2 separate regions of the Mus musculus genome follow, and region 2 is linked to region 1. The links are chromatin contacts, called in public Hi-C maps. All regions are on one chromosome and are shown on one strand. Each heading gives the region's core, a stretch centred on a gene start, on an enhancer-like site or on the middle of the called end of the contact. The rest is flanking DNA. Distances are from core to core; before and after follow the strand shown. Region 1 holds the start of Snhg17 (small nucleolar RNA host gene 17). Region 2 holds the start of Fitm2 (fat storage-inducing transmembrane protein 2).

Region 1 (3,552 bases), core at 269-2,768:
GCCAGACAGCCAACAAAGGAAAGAGGCTGCTCCTAACTGAGCAACAGCTGTTCCTTAAGGAGAGCTCGGAAGACTGGCCGGGAGGAGGTGACAGTTCTAATAAGCACTGGCCACGAGACCTGCAGTAGGCTCAGCACTTGCTGTCTTAGATCAATGCAACCTGCCCAGCTGGCAGAACTGAGGTGACAGGACTCTTATGTCACAGAGGTAGTCCCATTTTTCAGATGAGGAAATCAAGAACCAGACAAGGCCCGGAAGCCAGCAGAGAGCAGTGGCTGAAATCTGGATGGTGCATATGACCCCCAAAATCTTCTGGCTCCTTTCCATTCTGCTCTCCACCCACCAGAGTAAAGCAGAAGGGTACAGAAGCGACAGTGGGAACACAGGACACACAAGACACAGATCCCAAGTGGGTACAGCAACAAGCAGGCACACCTCAAAGAACCCAGCCTCACCTCACCTTCACCCACTTCCAACTATAAATGAAGAAACTGAATCCCCCATCCCAGGGCACAATCCTCACTCAGGAGCACCAGTTTGTCGATGTAGCAAGACGGAGACAACTCTTTGGCCACTGTAGATCCCAGCTGTTATTTCTGCAAATACAATAAGCCCAGGTGAGCCACATGAACAGCACCCAGTTACCTGGGAAAGCACCCAGAATCCCAAACACAAAAGCTGCCAGGTAGCAAACCACGGAGCATAGACACCCCCCCCTTTCCTCTGTAATCCCCACTATGCAACATGGAACAGAACTGTCCCCAGAATCTTGCCCTTGGTTATTTCGAGCCCTCACCGAGCTTCTCTCTGCACAGTGGCTTTGTCGACCTCCTCAAAAGTAGTAATCAGAACTCCACACCACCCCTCTGCTGGTACCCATGGGAAGGCCAATTACAGGCACCCGGGCTTCAAGTTGCTCCCGAATAGCAGAGCACTTACCCAGGCATCCTCTCCCTGGACAGTGGGTGTCCATCTCGGAGTTGAAGGGAGTAGGGGGTTCCAGAAGCTGTAATCTGTCGACCCAAGGAGCTTCCATCTGTCTCCAGGAGGGCTGCGCAGTCTACAGCCTGGCAGGACAACGGAAGCGGCTGCGGCGCAAGGCAGGGCGGGGCAGGGGGACCCAGATGCTGCACCCGGGGTCCTGGGGGAGTCTCAACTTAAATCCTGGTCAATGGATTCGCCTTGGTAGGATGCTAAAAACATGGGACACAGGTCGTAAACACCGACCCACTTTTTGTAGGCGACAGACATGGCTTTGAGGCTTCAGATACTCAGACGGTGAAAAGCACGCGGCTTGAGGCCCTCCCTCCTCTAGACCCAGCAGACCAGCCGCCCACCGACGGCCCGCAGCCCGGTTTCCTTGATGGAGGAAACGGCGCTGCCCATGCACCTTGCACTCACCTTGGTGCCCTGTATTGGGGAGACGAGCCCGGGAACATGCGGGATGTCTGTAGATTTGGGCGGATGGCAATGGCCAGAGAGGAAACACATCCACGCGACAGGAAACTGTGGTCTTCACGATGGGCGCTGGCGGAAGAACAAATGACAAAGCACGCTGCAGCCTAGAGCAGCATCTCCGAGCGGCGGGCCCTCCAGCGCCCCCACGAGGAGAGGAGACTAACAACTGTTTGAACATATTAAGTTAATTTTTTTTTTTTTTTAAACAATGATACGTTTTAGGAGGAAACTGTCTCTCGTTTGCCGTATTTTTTCTGTTTGTTCTGAAGCAGACCTCTCTTACAAACTACTGATTCCACAGCACATGGCTCAGTGGTGTCACAAAGGAACAAATGATGACTTTAAACACCACCACACGAGGTCAGTAGTGGCTTGAGACTGGCATGTGGAAGGGATGAGAGCAAAGAATGAATGCTTTGCTAAAAGTCTACCTAAAAATCATAAGGCCGATGGGACGATTCCCTTAACCAGAAAAGTCCTGATCCAAGTAACAGATGAGAGACAGATGTTTGAGAAGGAGCTCACGTGTTTCCAAGTCTTCATACTCCCAAACTCTGCTTGGATCCTAGGCCAAATGTGGCTCTTGGCCCTATGTACAGCAGCTCTGCCCTTGGGGCTGAAGAAGGAACTCCACTGAAAGAGTCCAAATGACCTCTGAGCCAGCCATCTCTTCCGCCTCTAAGGGTGACTTAAAGACAAAAGATAGTCTGGGCTGGAGAGATGGCTCAGTGACTTAAAGCAATTGCAGAGGACCTGAGTTCAATTCCCAGTACTCATACAGAGAGCCTAATGTTTGTCTGTAACTCCAGTTCTAGGGGATATGACGCCCTCTTCTGTACATTGTAAACACTGCCTGTAAAAGTGGTACACATAGTATTTCAGGCAAAACACTCGCAGGCATAGCATTAAAAGAAAGAAAGAAAGAAAGAAAGAAAGAAAGAAAGAAAGAAAGGAAGGAAGGAAGGAAGGAAGGAAGGAAGGAAGGAAGGAAGGAAGGAAGGAAGCCAGGCGTGGTGGCGCACACCTTTAATCCCAGCACTTAGAAGGCAGAGGAAGGCAGATTTCTGAGTTTGAGGCCAGCCTGGTCTACAAAGTGAGTTTCAGGACAGCCAGAGCTATACAGAGAAACCCTGTCTCAAAAAACCATTAAAAAATATATATATATATTATTAAAATATATATTAAATATATATTATATATTAAATATGTATTATATATTAAATATATTAAATAAGTATATTTAATATATATATATATAATATATATTAAATATATATATAAATATATATTAAATATATATTAAATATATATATATATATTTTTTAGGGCTGGTGAGATGGCTCAGCGGTTAAGAGCACTGACCACTCATCCAGAGGTCTTGAGTTCAATTCCCAGCAACCACATGGTGGCTTACAACCTTCTACAGTGAGATCTGATGCCCTCTTCTGGTGTGTCTGAAGACAACTACAGTGTACTCCTATCCATTAAATAAATAAATCTTTTTTTAAGAAATTAAGGCAAAAGGTAGATGTATTTTTATGAATTTAATACTGTAACAAGATATTGTGTCAGCATTGTCATGGTTAATATTGCCAACTTGACAGGATTCAGAATCACCTAGAAGACAATAGGCTAGGCACATCTGTTAGGGACACCAAGATTAAGTTAGCTGCTGGGCTTGTTTGTAAAGGAATGATCTAGATTATACCAAACAAGATGAGAAAGCCCACCTTAACTGGGTGTGGACAGCACCATTCTCTGGTCTGGGGTCTTGAGCTGAACAGTGGAGAATTAGCTGAGCAGTAGCAATTGTTACTCTTTGTGTCCCAGCTTTGAATGCAGCATGACCAGCCATCTCAACCAGAACCCCTCTCCCATGATAGACTGTACCCTCCAACTGGGAGCCAGAATAGCTTCCTTCCCGATCAGCTCGCTTTTGTCAGCGTATCTTACAGAGCAATGAGAAGGCAACTGATGTCATCATATTGGAGTTTTCTTTCTTTCTGGATACTGGAGGTTAAACCAGCACTAAATGTTTCACCCCCGCTAGGTGATTGCTTTGTCACTAAGCCCAAACACCAGCCCTCTTTTAAA
Region 2 (3,552 bases), core at 743-3,242, 5.1 Mb after region 1:
GGGTTCAAACCTGTGTGCATGCTACGAAAGCACTCTATCAATTGAGTTTGTATGGCCGGCCTTCATTTGATCCATTTCACAGATAGCTCTGGGGGCTCAGAAAACTGAACTTTGCCAAGGCCACATACACAACGGCAAACAGATTGAGCCACACTTTACACAGCCCCAAAGTTCATGTCTGTTCGACCACACTAGTGTTCTATTCTACAAAGCTGGTAAGTCTTATAAGGAAGAGCTTTACCGGCTGGAGAGATAGCTCAGCAGTTAAGAGCACTGACTGCTCTTCCAGAGGTCCTGAGTTCAATTCCCACAACCACATGGTGGCTCATAACCATCTGTCATGGAATCTGATGCCCTCTTCTGGTGTGTCTGAAGACAGCTATAACGTACTCATATACATTAAATAAATCTTTAAAAGAAAGAAAAGAAGAAAGAAAGAAAAAAAGAAAGAAAGAAAGCGAGCAAGCTTTAGTTCAAGCTACAAGACCATGGTTTGAATCCTGATTCTGACTCTTATTTATCTTCAGGCCTCAGTTCCCTCAGCTAGAAAAGCCAAAGGCACCAAACCGTTTTTAAAATCTCTTCCAGATCCAGTGAGTCACTGCCAGTTCCCTCCCATTAATCAGCATCATGTCTTGGAACAAAACATTAGAATCCATGGCTACCCCTAAACAATTGGCGTGCCAGGCTGCTGGGCTCCTGGTTCATTAGGCCAGATACAGCAACATCTGCCATGTCTGCCTCCTCTGAGCTCATGAAAGGTGGCTGACCTGGAGATCTGGGCAGAAAACACCCACCAAAGAGATCTGGAACAACTACCACCCTTACACTCTATTCTTAGACCAGCCACTACGAGTGGGGAAGGATGAAGGTGGGCCAAGGACAGGGCTCTTCTTCCCTAGGTTCCAGTAGTTTCTCAGACGCCACCAAAGGGCCCATTACTAAAACCTTCACAGGCTTGACAAGGAAAGCCTCGTTAAAACCAAGGTCTGTCAGAAACCTGACTCAGTTGCCCAAAAGAGAAAACCGGGTTTGAAGTAGATTAACAAGAGAGGCAGATTGTCCACAAGCTGGAGACACTCACTAGTCTGAAGCATTAAGCTCACATGGATGGAGCAATTTCATCTTCCAAACTCCCTGTCTAGCTCCAACGGAGTGTTGTGCAATAAACTTACGATGTAAGTGTTTCTAAAGGACTAGGAAAGAAATAAGTGGAGTTTGAGAGATGTCCCAACGAGATCGGCTGGGGTTGTTTTCCTGGGTGACTGCCATGCACTTTAGAGTACTGAGAAAGTCCAAGGAGATCCAGGAGAAAGGTCACCAGAGTGAAAGGTTTCACGCTTGCTTCTACTAACATGGGGCAGGGATGGCAAAAGCTCTTGGGGTGGTGGGTGGGTCTAGAGGTGGTTCTTTAAGTCAACGGTGGGATTTTTGCCACAGTGGTTAAGAGAGGGGTGTCTGACTAGCCGGCAAGAGGAAGGTGACATCTCCCTGAACAGGACAGGGGCAAGCGCCTAACTCTGGGGGCGGGGGAATAGCCGCTCCAATGTACCCACTGTCACTTATAACCCACCCGTCACCGACTCGATCCTCCTATCGGAATGCTCACATACTAGGCGCGAATGTCACTTGCTTTCCCAGGGTCCCAGTGTCGCGACACGCGCGCGGACGCGCCTGTCAAGACAGGGCTCCCTCCCGATGACTCGCCTGCCCCAGCATCCAACTGGCTTCTTGGGGCGCGGGGGCCCGGAGCCCGATGCACTCACACGTTGAGGACGTTGCGCTTGTTGCTGAGGTAGCTCTCGGGCAGCGGGGACAGCTCCTTGACGACCGAGCCCGCCAGCATGGCGGCCACCAGCGCCCAGGGCAGGTGGCGCCGCACCGTCGCCCTCACCAGCGTCCCGCGGAGAAACCACGCGCAGCGCTCCAGGTGCTCCATGCCGGTCCTTCTCGGCTACCGTCCGCCTTCCAGAGCCTTCTCGGCCACCGTCTTACCCTTCGCCCGAGCTGGCACCACCACATCCCCTCTGGGCGCATGCGCGCTTCCTGCAAGCTCCGCCCCCTAGAGGGCGTGTCTCCCTCTAGTGGCCTTGATGGGTCTCTGCAGAGTGCAGGTCTGCATTTACCTGCGCCGCTTCCACTCATCGCCCCCAAGCTACTGGCTGAGATCACTGCAGGCTGCTCTTTGCCTGGGCAACCTGCTCCCCTCATGTTTGTGGGATGGGATTCTCGCTTTCTTTATCTGCAAAACAAACAAGAGACCCACCTTTCTTAAGAGCTAGTTTGGGAGTTCCGTATATTGGGTCAGTTATAGGGTTTTTCAGATGAAATTTCTTTGCAAAGTCATTAATAAATTTAAATCTTATTTACTTGTTTTGTTTTCAGACTGGGTTTCTCCAAGTAGACCTGGCTGACTTGGAACTCATTCTGTATAACCAGGGTGGCCTCGAACTCAGAGATCCCCTAAACTTGACCTCCAGAGTACTGAGATTAAAGTCATGTGCCACTTCGGGTTTTGAGACAAGTAAGGGCACTTGTTGCCAAACCAAATAACCTGGATTCAGTCCTTGGGATCCACATTGTGGAAGGCAACTCCCATAAGTTGCTCTCTCCACATTGTGGAAGGCAACTCCCATAAGTTGCTCTCTCTCTCTCTCTTTCTCTCTCTCTCACACACACACACACACTAAATAAATAAATAAATACAGATAAATAGATAAGTAAATAAATGTAAGAATGAATCAGCTGAAAAAAAAAAGGATGAATCAACTGTGTTGTTGACTGAACATCTTGGGCTCCCAAGGTTTGCAGAGCTCACATGAGGTACTGGTGACTCAGTCACTCAGTTTTGTCCCTTAGCTAAGCTCCTAGCCCGTAATGTTAGGTGTCAAAGTCAGGGCTTCCCAACCATGAGTTATTCCTTAGTGACTGTAGTTTATAGATTAGCACTTTAAAATCAAGGTGAAAACTCAAACCCATCACTTTCTAATTATTTTACTATGTTCTATTATTATTTATGTTCTTGTTTGTCTATTTTGAAACAGGATCTCTTACGTGACCCTGGCTGGCCTGGAACTCACTTTATAGAGAGGGCTGGTTTTGAACCTGTGTTGTCTTCCTGTCTCAGCCTCCCTCTTGGGTGCTGGGATTACAAGCATGTCCCATCACATCTGGTTTATCTATGCCTGAGCCTACCTGTATCCATTGTGCCTCCCGGGAACACCTCTGTGCTCTCTTCTCCCTTCTGTGATATCACACAGGAAGCTTGAAATCAGCCACAATAGAAGTATTTGCACTAAGGAAATTGGCAAGTGCTACAAATCAGGCCTGTGTTCTGTCATCACCTGTCTTCGTTGAGCTGTGACTCCATTTGTCAATGTGTGGTTGAACTGAAATCACAGGTGAACCGTGGAGACAAATGTCCAGTAAAATCAATAACATTGTAAGCATCGGCGAGTTATATTTACAGTGAGGAGTGCCATGGGAGCTGGGACTGTAGTTCAGTTGGTAGGATGCTTGACTAGTGTGCACGAAGTCCTGGGTTCAATGCCT

What was found. A called contact is a pair of places that touch in the nucleus more often than the background predicts.
Region 2: a Hi-C map of B cells shows a contact between it and region 1, with 5 read pairs. The contact joins the promoter of Fitm2 here to the promoter of Snhg17 in region 1.

What each region holds. Positions count from the first base shown.
Region 1 is chr2:158,360,004-158,363,555 of GRCm38.p6, forward strand. Snhg17 (small nucleolar RNA host gene 17) reads right to left here and starts at 1,519. Exons shown (of 6, transcript NR_027887.1): 1 at 1,402-1,519; 2 at 940-1,067; 3 at 461-596. RefSeq lists a cis regulatory region at 1,451-1,727.
Region 2 is chr2:163,470,637-163,474,188 of GRCm38.p6, forward strand. It overlaps Fitm2 (fat storage-inducing transmembrane protein 2), which reads right to left and starts at 1,993. Exons shown (of 2, transcript NM_173397.4): 1 at 1,767-1,993. The coding sequence starts at 1,939. 2310001K24Rik (RIKEN cDNA 2310001K24 gene) reads left to right here and starts at 1,909. Exons shown (of 1, transcript NR_028122.1): 1 at 1,909-2,367.